2 separate regions of the Camelus bactrianus genome follow, and region 1 is linked to region 2. Evidence: chromatin contacts called from public Hi-C data. All regions are on one chromosome and are shown on one strand. Each heading gives the region's core, a stretch centred on a gene start, on an enhancer-like site or on the middle of the called end of the contact. The rest is flanking DNA. Distances are from core to core; before and after follow the strand shown.

Region 1 (5,901 bases), core at 1,615-4,114, 330 kb after region 2:
GACACACGAGTGAGTCCTGCTGAGACCAGCAAAGAAATCACTTGGCTGATCCACAGAATTGTGATTTAGATAAATGGCTGTCGTTTTGTTTGTCTGTTTGTTTCTCATGAAGTAAAAGATAACTGACATACCATGTATCTACTGCTGTTGTGAAAATAGGCATAGCAAGTCCAACACATAGAGAATCTTTTCTCCTCTTTGAACCAGAGCTGCACATTGGATTGATTCCACTGAGGGAGAGCCAGGGCTTAGCTCCTCTACGAGGCATGTGAGGGTTTGTGAGTCTGTAGTCAGGCACTGATAAGAATCTCCTGAGGCTCTAAGTAACCTAGAAAAGTCTGAGGCTATTGGTCAGGAAGCAGAGTTGGGCACCTTCCCAGGAGGCAGCAGGAGAAGGGGCATCTCCCACATGGTACTCAGAGTTCCTGGACCCTGGGGCCTTCAGCCTAACCTTGCTGCATTAAACACCTTACCCAAATCATCTCCAGGGTCTCCTTTTTGGCCCACTGGTCCTGGTAACCCAGGAGTCCCTGGGATTCCTTGAGGCCCTGCCTTTCCAGGAGGGCCTTGCAAGCCTCTGAGTCCTTGGCCTGTTGGAGGACAAAGAAAACAGGACTCAATATTCATGTTCCTACTCGATTTCTCCAAAGGCTTGATGCCCAGTCCTTTCCTGGGAGGAAGGAGATATTGATCCAGGGCTAACTTGTCCGAGCCACTGCTTCCAAAGACCATAGAAGAAAAGCCTCGTCTGTCCCATCAGGTGGTCTGCCTTGAGAGTCAACTCCCTGAGCCAGAAGGACACTGTGTGTCACCAATTCCTGTGTGGAAGACTGGGAAGCCAGAGAGTCTGAGCTGTATCTCTGTTTTGAATTATAATATGGCATTGAGAGAAGTACAAGCTGCATGAGTGTGACATTACCCACCTCACATCTCCAGGCAGCTTCCTCTGGGAGACAGAGTCACAGAGACAGAACAGCCCAAACTGTATCTGGTTCTCCCTTTTCTCCCTTGGCACCATCATGCCCATCTTTGCCTGGGAAGCTGCTGATGCCTGGAGAACTACAGGCAATCACAGGGCAAGTCTTTTGGACATTCTCACAGTTTTCTGTTTCTGTGCAAGATGCTGTCACCACAATCAGGAGGAGGAGAAGGAGCGATGGAAGCAGGGACAAGGTCCTCACCTTGGGGTGGGAAAAGTCAAGGATGGTTATCTCATCTTGTTCCGTTAATCAACACATATTTTCCAAACATGCCCACTTTCTATGTAACATACATACATACATATATATATGTTTCTGTATAACCTATACTGTGCACAGGTATTGTAGAGATGGATGACCCATTCCTGGCCTCCAGAAAAGGGATTTGGAAAAGTAAATACTGCTATGACATTGTGTGGTTAATACTTCAATAAAGCTAGGCACAACAACTTGCATTGTCGTGGGGAGAGGGGTCACTAGTGCCTGGGCTTCTAGTGTTACTGCTGGAAGGCTATGAGTGTGCTCTCTTTGTCCTTTGTGAGAGCAAATAGGCCTACACATTGCTTATTAGCTCACTCATGCCTGTGAGTTTACCAGGTAAACTCGGATGGAGACCCAGGGATCTGTAGGAGCTCTCTCTCTCCCTACCTCTCCCCTCAGAGCCCATCTGTCACCTGCACACCAGTATCCCATCCTCATATCTGGACAGTCCATTGCTCTCCAGGGCCAATTAACCGACATTTACTCAGTGGCAGGCATTGAGCTGCAGTCTAATGATCCAGAGTCACTACTCCTTACCAACCCAGCCAGAATTAACTTGAGTGTGCTTCCTCTTGCTGTTTTATTTCCCACTGCAAGAGACACTTGCAAAGGGGAGAATTTTCTCTGGAAATTTCTCACTATCTTGTCCCTGGCAGGGTGCCTGATCCCTCTCTACTTCCTGGCAGGAGTTTTGTGTGTTCTATAAGTCAAAACCACTTGCCATTAGACCACCTTCCTTGAAAACCTTTCTATTTCTCCATCTCAGTCTTTTCAAACATTTCATCTGCCTTCAGAGTTCTCTACCAGCTGTCCCTCCCCAGGAAACCTCAGCAGCCCAGCCTCAAGGGTCTAATCCTTCTTGGCTCTTTTTGAAAACAAAGGCACAGTCTCATTTGCAAATGGTCAGCTGAACCCAGGAGAGTCACAGATGCCCCAGCATAATCAGAGAAAGAGATACCCTCAGCACGGCTTTTGCCTGCCACCTGCCCACATCCACTTCCCAGAAAGTCTCCTCTAGGCCCCCAGATCATGTCAAGTCCCTAGACATTTGATATAAGACCCCAGATCCATTTACCAGAAAGAAATCACTGGGACTTCTTCCGAGCAGGGATGCAGTGACGAGGAAACTGGCCCTCCAGCAGGATGCTCTGGCAGACGTGTCAGGGTGAGGGAGGAGGCTGGACTTGGTATCGCAAGGCCTAGTCAGCCTTGTGAACAGGGACAGCAGAGGCCTGGCCTTCAACCCCAGATTAATGAACAACTCTTCTTAAGAGCAGTTCCCAGGGGCTTCTGGCACTGTGCTTGGTGGCTGTTTTCTTTAACACTGTACAGTTCCTCCTTCCAGTTGCCATCCGTTTTGGCAGTTCTTACTGCTGAGCCGCCAGAAGTAGGCACACATGATTAGTCATGCCGAAATGCTTGTTTCCAACAGAGAAACAAAAAAGATTCCCACGAACACACCCACACGCTTGTGCATACTGGCCGTACACACAGACATGCCAGTGTACACACACACACTCATCTGTGGAGGTGCAGCAGACGCCTTGCTGCCTTTAGCACACCTTGACTGCTCCTGCCTCAGGCTCTGCACTGGGCGCCCTCCCAGCCTCAACGTCCCCTCCATTGTGCCGCTGGCGGGCTCTTTGTCTTCCATTGAAATATTCCTGTCTCAGAGAATCCTCTGTTGATAGCTTTATCTGAGTTGTTGCCACTGTCTATCCTCTTAGCTTACCTTATTTTCTTTCATATTACTTAGGACACACAATATTATATTCTAGCCATTTATCTTATTTTATCACAATAAAAAGTAGGAAAGTATAGATAACATAAAATGTACTGTTTTGACCATTATCAGGTGTACAATTTGGCAGCATAAATTACATTCACATTGTTGGGCAACCATCACTATCCATTTCCAGAACTTTTTCATCATGCCTAACTGAAACTCTGTACCCATTAGAAATAATTCCTCCCACCAAAAAAAAAAAATGTCCTCCATTTCCAACCCCACCCTTACCCTCAACCCCTGGCAACCACTGTTCTACTTTTTGTCTTTATGAATTTGACTACTCTAGACATCTTGTGTAAGTGGAATCCTACAGTATTTATTTTCATAACTGGCTTATTTCACTTAGTATGATGTTTTCAAGGCTCATCCATGAGGTGGACTGTATCAGAATTACCTTCCTTTTTAAGTCTGAATAATGTTCCACTAAATGTAAGTACCACATTTTTGAAAGCTTCATTTTTAATAGCCAGAAAAACTGGAAATAACCCAACTGTCCTTCAACAAGTGAATGGATAAACTGTGGAAAACTCACAAAAAAGGAAACAGATTATTAATTAATATAATAACTTGGATGAATTTCAAGGGCATCGTGTTTTAAGTAAAATAAATATCTCAAAAGTTTACAAATTCTGTGATTCTTTTTAGATCGTATTCTTGAAATGACAACATTAAATAATGGAGAACAGTCAGCAGTTGGCAGTGAGCAGGGCTGCAGGGAGGGTGTAACTATAAAGTGTAGCACAAGGAAGTTTCATTCGGATGATGGAACAATTCTGAATCTTCATTGTGGTGATTATACAAACCCATGATTGTGATAACATTTCATAGAACTATACACCAAGAAAAATGCAGGGAAGTAATGGTTAAATCCAAATAAAATCCTTATCTCTTTGTTTTATTCCAATGTCCTGGTTTTGACTCTTGTACTCTGGTGTGTTATATCCTACCATTGGTGAGTGATGGATGAGGGTACATGAGAACCTTGTTTTTTTAGACTATTTTTTTCCACTTGTCTGTGAGAAAAAAAATATTTCAAATGAAAAAGTTTCCAAAGGGAATCTCAAGGATGTTATGAGTGATCCAAAGACCATCCCTGCTTCCTTCAGAGCTTTGTCCAAGTTGTGCAACAATGAGAATAGTTTGTGCAATGGCTTAAAAGTGAGAAAGAGTAGGCTGGGTTCCTGCAGATAATGCTGTCCAGTCTGACTGGTTTTACAGTGTGAGACCCAAAAGTGTGAGAGATGAGATATAAGCCTGTTGATAATAGGACTTACAAACTATGTGAAGGACTTTGGATCTCCTCCCAAGGGTCATAAGACAAATTCCAATAGAAGAGGAATGATCATATTTGAATTTTTCAAAAACTGACTAAAATGTGGAGAAAGGTTGGAGGGGAGCAGAACTGGGTAAAAGCAGAGCTGGAAGAAAGTGTGTACTGTCGTCTAAACAGCAGATGGTGGTGGCCAGAATTAGGGTAATGGCAGTTGTATCAAAAAGGTGACACATTTGAGAAACATATACAAGGTATAGTTGATGGAGTTTGGTTGGATGTGAAATGGTGAGCAAGAAAAAGGAAGTTGTTTGGACACACAAGTTTCTGACTTGACTGTCTGGGTGCCATTCAACTGATTGCCAGAGGTATAATGAGTATCTTGTGGGTAAATGGCTTGACTTGTCTTCTTTGTTGATTTTATTTGAAGACTGGCTAAGTCAAAAGATCAGAAATGTGCCTTTGCCCACCCCCCACTTGGTGTTCTGGTTTTGGTGTATGCGTAGTTTTGAGTTTTTCTATGCTGATTGTATTTATATTAAACTACTGGTTGTTAAAAAAAAAAAAGTGGCTTGAATCATGTGCCAGTGGTCAAGAGGGATAATCTAGAAGTAATAGAACAATAGCTTAGTGAAGCAAAATTTATTTAATTCTGGACAGCATTTCTAATAGATGTCATGGTGGCTTCGGTGGTGAAGGAGTCCATCACAGGAGCTTCAAACAGAGGTTGCAGAGCCATGTGGTGAAGTATCATATAGGCCTCCAAACACCAGAAGGAAAGTGCATGGGATTCCCTTCCAGGTCCTTTCCAACTACACTGTCCTTGGCTTGTGGAGGGTCTGGTTTCCTTACTTTCTGCTGACCCATCCCCTGTGCCTAAAAGATGTCCAGGATGGTACAGAGCCACAGTGACAGAGACCAGGAGATCCAGGGTCTAAAAAAGGCTGCTGGCAACTTGTTCATCTCTCTTCCCTGCTCTTTAGTATCCAGACTTTCCCCTTGCTCCTACTCCAAACTGGCAGGAGATGAAATAAGGCAGCTGACTCCAGGTCACACTGGAAATGCTGGCTTTGATCACTGTGCTTTTTATTGAACCCTTAGTCCAGAGGTCAGTAAGCTGTCCTCTGGATCTGACATTTCCTGTAACTGAGCTGGGAAGGTGTGGGCTTCTAGGTGCGAAGTCAGTCTGATTGAGTCACTGCTCCTGGTGCAGCTATGAGTCCTTCCTGTTCTCCAGAGTCTCCAGGAGGTCTTTCCCATCATGAGATAAACTTCTCCACGTGTGTCAGCCCCAGACTACCCAGTCCTCACTCCTCCTCATTGATAAGGCAACTGTGCATATTTGTTCTGAACCTTAAGCTCTTCCTAGAACTGCCTCCACCCTGGCACCCCCTCTAGACAACAACATTGCCTCTCTGACCTGTAGGAGGACTGCCTGCCCCACCACACACACACACATCCCTTTCCTCTAGTGGAATGGAATCCCAGCTCAGCCACTTCCTGGCTGGATGAGCTTGGCCAAGTTCCATCTCCTTCAGATTCTGTTTTTTCATCTGTGAATCAGGACACCACTGTCTTGGCTATGCCATGGTATGCCCCTT
Region 2 (6,164 bases), core at 1,925-4,424:
TGCAGGAGAAAGTCACAGTTAGCAGAACACTGTCTTCCTTGAAGCTTGCTGGTCACAATTACTAGATCGAATATGCCCCAAAATACAATCTTCCCCATGACCTACTATGTGCCAAAGTAGAATCTGTTTTGGAAAAAATTTCTCCCTCCATTCCCACGTAGGTATATTTGTTTCCCCAACAACTCAAAGACTGAATTCAGCTTTCTGAGAACAAAAAGGCCCTCTTTAAGACGTTGGAGGTATACTCCCAAATGGACTAGGGTACCGTTTTGCATATAATGGGCACTCACTGTATATGAACTAGATGCTGTTGGAACAATGAACTTCACTCTGCCTCCTTACTCATCCTGCTCTTCTGTTGCCATTAAGCAAATTCAATCATGAAAAGGATTTTCAAATGAAGATTCCACTGACCAAGTAAATGTTTCCATTTGGAACAAAGGACTGGCCTGCTATAGACCTGGGTCTCTCTGGGGATCTCTTACTTAAGTTCTCTCCTGCATAATTAGTGAGTTTATTTCCCATCCTCCCACTAAATTATTTATAGATAGATACTGTGAGTACTCATTTTTTTTTACACTGCATACAGTGCTTAGCTCATAATAGGAACTCAGATATTGACCAAATCATTATTATTAGCTTTCAGATCATGACAATTTCAGGAAGAACACGGAAAGGGGGGAAGGCTCTGCTCTTGAAATGCTGCTCTTGGCCCTAACTCCCCTAACTCAACACAACACTCTATCCAAGCTTAATGAATATTAAACCATACCAGACATATATGTACAAGGATCAAGAATGAATTTATGCAACATGCCTTTTTGCTAAAGTTTTCCTTTTGCTAATTAAATTGTTCCCCCCCACACCTTTTTTTGGCCTCTAGACAATGGTTTCATTTGTGAATTCCAGCTCTTAATCAGCCAAACTGGTTAAATGTATTAACATGTACCATCCCTCCTAAAAAGAGGCAAAGAGATTGCTTTTAGTGTGGCTCAAGCATATTTTCAGAAATATTTAATAAATATTCTATTTAAATAGGGTAATAGGAATAGTAATAATTCTCCACATTTCAACTCGGTAAGAATTCAAGACAGATTGTAGATTTTTTTTTTTTTTACCACACTGAAGATGCTTAACATCGATTATTGACATTATCATCAATATTCTGCAAGTGATAATATGGTACCTAAAATCCCCTATGGCTCTACCCTGTCTGTATAGACTTCACGTTGGCTGAGGGTCACCACGTATCTGCCCGAGGGAGACCTGGTTCATTACTGATTCTCAGTAAAAAGTATACTGACATATTCATTTCTTAGACTCATTTTTAAAAAATCCAATATAAACAATCTCCCCTTTGTTTCCAAATTTAAATTTGTTCCAAAAATTTCTAGAGTAGTAGCCAAGTCTTGGTCATTGTATATGTTCATAAAAAAAAACAAAACTAAAGAAATATGTGGGAGTTAATCCACGTTAGAATTTCAACCAAGAATTGTCAGTAAACCAGAGGAAATTTCACTGGATAGATGGAATTTGGGATAGGAGGGCCACCAGTGTAACTAGAGGCAATATTAAAGAATTGTTTAGAAAATGTTCTTAATGTGACCTCTGAAATCCAAGGATTTAGAACACAGACCATTACAAACTTAAAAAAAAAAATTACCCCTCCCTCACTTAACTTTAGGATTACTATACTACTGAAAAACTATCACTGGCTACACTTGGTGCTGGCCCAAGTTATGTAGGTCAGTGTGCAGAGTGATCATAAACACCCTGTAGGTTAGGGAGCACTCAATATACGTACGTGTCCTAATCTTTTTAACGTTTCTTATTCAATCACCTCTTCTTTTGCTGAATTCACATAGTAACTGTCCATTTTGTGACATAACACCAACCTGCTTTAAGAAGAGCTGTGTACATTTGTCTTTTATTACTACTATAATTAGAATATTTGTATTCTCTGCACCCCCACAACGGGGGAACAACCTGAAGGGGTTGCCCACTCCCCCAGCACTAAACTTCCAATATGTTTTTGTTGAATCAGTTATTTCCAGTGTATAGGCAGAACAGCATTCTTACACACTAGCCGTAACCGTATTATTTGTACACACTGATTTAAATGACAGCAAATTCACTTTGAGCTTCTCCTTTCCTGAAGCTAGTCTTGCATCTCCCCAGAGCGGGTATTCCCTGGTCCCGTGAACGGTTCAGACACAGGCGTTCTCAAGCTTTGCGATATGAAATACTAACGAGGAAGGCAGGCGCTAAGCCTTAAGGGTTTCTTATCGCCCTGTGTTCGCCCACCACTGAGAAGGGGGAACCAGGGAAGGACCACTGACCCAGCCGTCGGACCCTGTCCGCTTTCGTCCTGGCCACTTTGATCTCGCGCGTCTGCCTAATCAAGTTCATCTACTGCCGCGACTGCTCAGATTCAAAGCACATTAAATAGCTTGATTATCGGATGGTCATTTCCCTCTTCCCTCCACCCCTGATCTCGTTTCCAAACGCCAGTCTCTCGCCTCCCTCTCTAAACTTCCCATCAAAAGAGAATTAGTTCTTCTTCCTTCTTACCCTCGTTTGATGTGCTAATGTCTTTCTCTTTGCACATTTTTCCCGTGGTGGCGGGTGGCGGGGGCTGGGGGAGGTGGTGGGCACAGAAGCCAGGGGAAGGAACTGAAGGAACTTAAAGCAAAGGATCTCACCACAAATCTGAAAACCGTGACTGTAAAGGGTTAATCAGCAACTTGCAACGGCCACTTGACCCTCTCGCTAGACTTTGAATTACTAATTGATTTGTACTTAATACTGAATATTATCTACGCGCTCAATAAATCAGTACTGGCATAAGGAAGAGATAAGTGGTTTTGCAGAGAGTATCACAATGCCTGTATGAAAAGTATTTCAGATCCCGATATTCCAATCCCTACTTCAAGGCAAGGGCACCCAAGTTCCCGAAGTTCCACCGTCTTTCCGCATTTATTAAAGTCGTTTCCTCTAATGCTCACTGATTACCATCACCCCGAAGGTGAGCTGGGCAGAACGGCGGCCGCGCGCAAGGGAGGGGCGGGGTGAAGATTGTCAAAGGCTCCCCTTCATGTACACAAACACACCCCCTCCCAGCCCCTCCCAACGCTTTGAAATCCCAACCCGGCTTTGTTGTCTCCCCCCAAGGGGCCGGAATGCTCAGAGCCCGCAGTATAAAGGCAGCCGCGGTGGCGGTGGCCGCGCAGAGCCCCGCAGTGAGGACTCCGGGACCGGCGGAGGCTCTGGGAACACTGACTCTGCAGCTGCGCCGGCACGGCTTCCAGGAGACCAGGCTTGCGAAGTGACATTCCTTTCTCTTTCTCTCCCTGAGCCTTTCTGAGATGACGACTCTGGGCACAGTAGGTGCTGCCCGGGTCTTGGTAGCCCTGGTAGCTGCGGCTCTTTGCAGCCACCCTCTGCTCGGAGTGAGCGCCACCTTGAACTCGGTTCTCGTCAATTCCAACGCCATCAAGAACCTGCCCCCACCGCTGGGCGGCGCTGCCGGGCACCCAGGCTCCGCAGTCAGCGCTGCTCCCGGAATTCTGTTGGAGGGCGGCAACAAGTACCAGACGGTTGACAACTACCAGGTGAGAAGGGTCTCAGGGATCTGGGAACTCTGTGACCTTGAAGTGGTCTCATTTGGGGAGGAGGGAGTAGAACGTGCTAGGTGTGCGCGGTTCAAGGCTTATTCGGAAAATCTGCCTTTCGGTGCAGTGGGCGGCAACAGCTTTTGGAGAGGTGGGCAGAAAGGGACTCTGATGAGCATCCAAGTTCAGGAGTGTGGTACCTGGATGCCCAGGTGCCTCACCCTCTCCTGGCCCCATTCCCACAGCCATACCCATGTGCCGAGGACGAGGAGTGCAGCACTGATGAGTACTGCGCGAGTCCCACCCGCGGAGCGGGCTCCGGTGCGCAAATCTGCCTCGCCTGCAGGAAGCGCCGAAAACGCTGCATGCGTCATGCTATGTGCTGTCCTGGGAATTACTGCAAAAATGGTGAGTCGGGCAGCTCCCTTTCAGACTCAAACTACCCTCTACGAGCCTGAGCCCACCGCTGGGAGACAACGCTCTGCTTCTGAGAACACGCTGCACCACCTGCAAGTGGGACTTCAGCGTGAGAGGTTCCCCTGCAACACCTTCGTGGCGAGTGTTAAATTCGGGAGCAAAGAGAAGGAAGGAAGTTCTGGAGCTCCTTATCTTCCCGTGCCCCTCGATTATTTAACACGACGTCTTACCTCAGAATGGACCCTTACACAAAAATTTGTCTAGGGAGAGTCTTGACACCATTTGAGAAAGATGGGGTGGGGAGGTGGAATTATAAAGAGACCAAGGAAACCAGAAGGGATGTTTAGTTGCCTCTTTCATTTTTCTTATAGTGCCTCTCCCTCACGATCCCCGTTCAAACTGTTATCTGTCAGCAGACAGTGATTTATCTGTGCTGGCCATTCTTAAGGGAGACCTTGATAGCCTTGCATCCTTGGCGTCTCCATCCTTCTCTGCCTCCAAGTCCCGCTGCCATAAAATAAGTACTCCTCCCCTCAACCACATGTCCACTAAAATTTAATGTCTCAAAGAGGTAGATTCAGACAGCCAAAGAAGTCTCCAGAAATAAACTGAAGGGTGGCGACCCTTCTTAGGACCCAGTAATACTCCGGGATGAACTAAATCTCTGTAATACAGAAATTATACAGTAAAGTAACTGGTGAGTGAGATTGTAATCTTCGAGGCATCTGGTGTTGCATTTGCTTAACTTAGTCTGGCAGTACCCATATAGCACTAAGGGCAGAGAAGTTATTTTTAAAAACTTTAAGTGACTGATTTTATTTTTCTTATCCCAAGGGTGATATTAAAATGGGCAGAAATCTCATTGCCACTACCACAGTTGGTGGGAAGTGTCTTAAATGGCTAGATTGGGGATATTGCCTATGAGTGCACACTGACGCTTCTATCCACTTGGGGAATTTTGCTTTAACAGTAGAAAGGAAGTTTGGTTCATGTTTAAAATAATATTACTATAATGAGGTAACTCAAGTCGGTGCAGGTATAACAGACTGCCACTGTCACAGCTATTAGCAGTAACACATTCCAGGTCAGGGGTTAAACACTATCTTCTCCTTCCTTAGGAATATGTATGCCTTCTGATCACAATCATTTCCATCGAGGGGAAATTGAGGAAACCATTATTGAAAGCTTTGGTAATGATCACAGCACCCTGGATGGGTACCCCAGAAGAACTACACTGTCTGCAAAAATGTATCATAGCAAAGGTAGGTTAAAAGACCTTAAGACTCATTCTTTTTGGTAAGCACCTCAAAGTGTCTTTTGGACTACCTTAATGAAATAACGGAGGCTTAGCAGTGACCATGTGCTTTTCCTATTGTCTCCTCCTTCCTAGGACAAGAAGGCTCTGTCTGTCTCCGATCATCAGACTGTGCCACAGGGTTGTGTTGTGCTAGACATTTCTGGTCCAAAATCTGTAAACCTGTCCTCAAAGAAGGTCAAGTGTGCACCAAGCACAGGAGAAAAGGCTCCCACGGGCTGGAGATATTCCAGCGTTGTTACTGCGGAGAAGGCCTGTCCTGCCGGATACAGAAAGATCACCATCAAGCCAGTAATTCTTCTCGGCTTCACACCTGTCAGAGACACTAAGCCAGCTGTCCGAACACAGTGGACTCCATTTACCTAATATATTCTATGAAAACCGTTTGTGACTTTTGTGAGCTCAATCCTTAAGGATATACAAATTCTGTGGTTACAGTTAAACATTCCAATAATACCTTCCGAAAATCTGGAGTGTAAGAGCTTTGTTTCTTTATGGAACTCCCCTGTCATTGATTGCAGTAAATTACTGTGTTGTAAATTCTCAGTGTGGCACTTACTTGTAAATGCAACAAAACTTTTAATTATTTTTCTAAAGGTGCTGCATTGTCTATTGTTCTTCTCGTTATGTAAATTTTTGTACACATTGATTGTTATCTTGATTCTAATATTCTATATTGAATTGAAATAAATAATTTCAGCTGACACTTCCTAAATGCATAAGCCTTTCCCCTTTTAATTCTAGAATCTAGAATGCAAGGAGCTTTTAGAATGGCAAATGATAGGTATATAAAATTAATCATGAAAATATTAGCTTATTTT

Evidence for each region. Hi-C and Micro-C count contacts between places; a contact is called where the count stands out from the background.
Region 1: a Hi-C map of liver shows a contact between it and region 2, with 6 times the contacts expected there. The contact joins the promoter of MBL2 here to the promoter of DKK1 in region 2. A contact is called at or near these places in 2 of 2 Hi-C or Micro-C datasets (blood and liver).

What each region holds. Positions count from the first base shown.
Region 1 is chr11:53,344,166-53,350,066 of ASM4877302v1, forward strand. MBL2 (mannose binding lectin 2) reads right to left here and starts at 2,865. Exons shown (of 5, transcript XM_010971305.2): 1 at 2,758-2,865; 2 at 992-1,181; 3 at 474-593. The coding sequence starts at 2,865.
Region 2 is chr11:53,010,115-53,016,278 of ASM4877302v1, forward strand. It overlaps DKK1 (dickkopf WNT signaling pathway inhibitor 1), which reads left to right and starts at 3,175. Exons shown (of 4, transcript XM_010971274.2): 1 at 3,175-3,611; 2 at 3,857-4,019; 3 at 5,147-5,290; 4 at 5,419-6,058. The coding sequence starts at 3,366. The coding sequence ends at 5,672.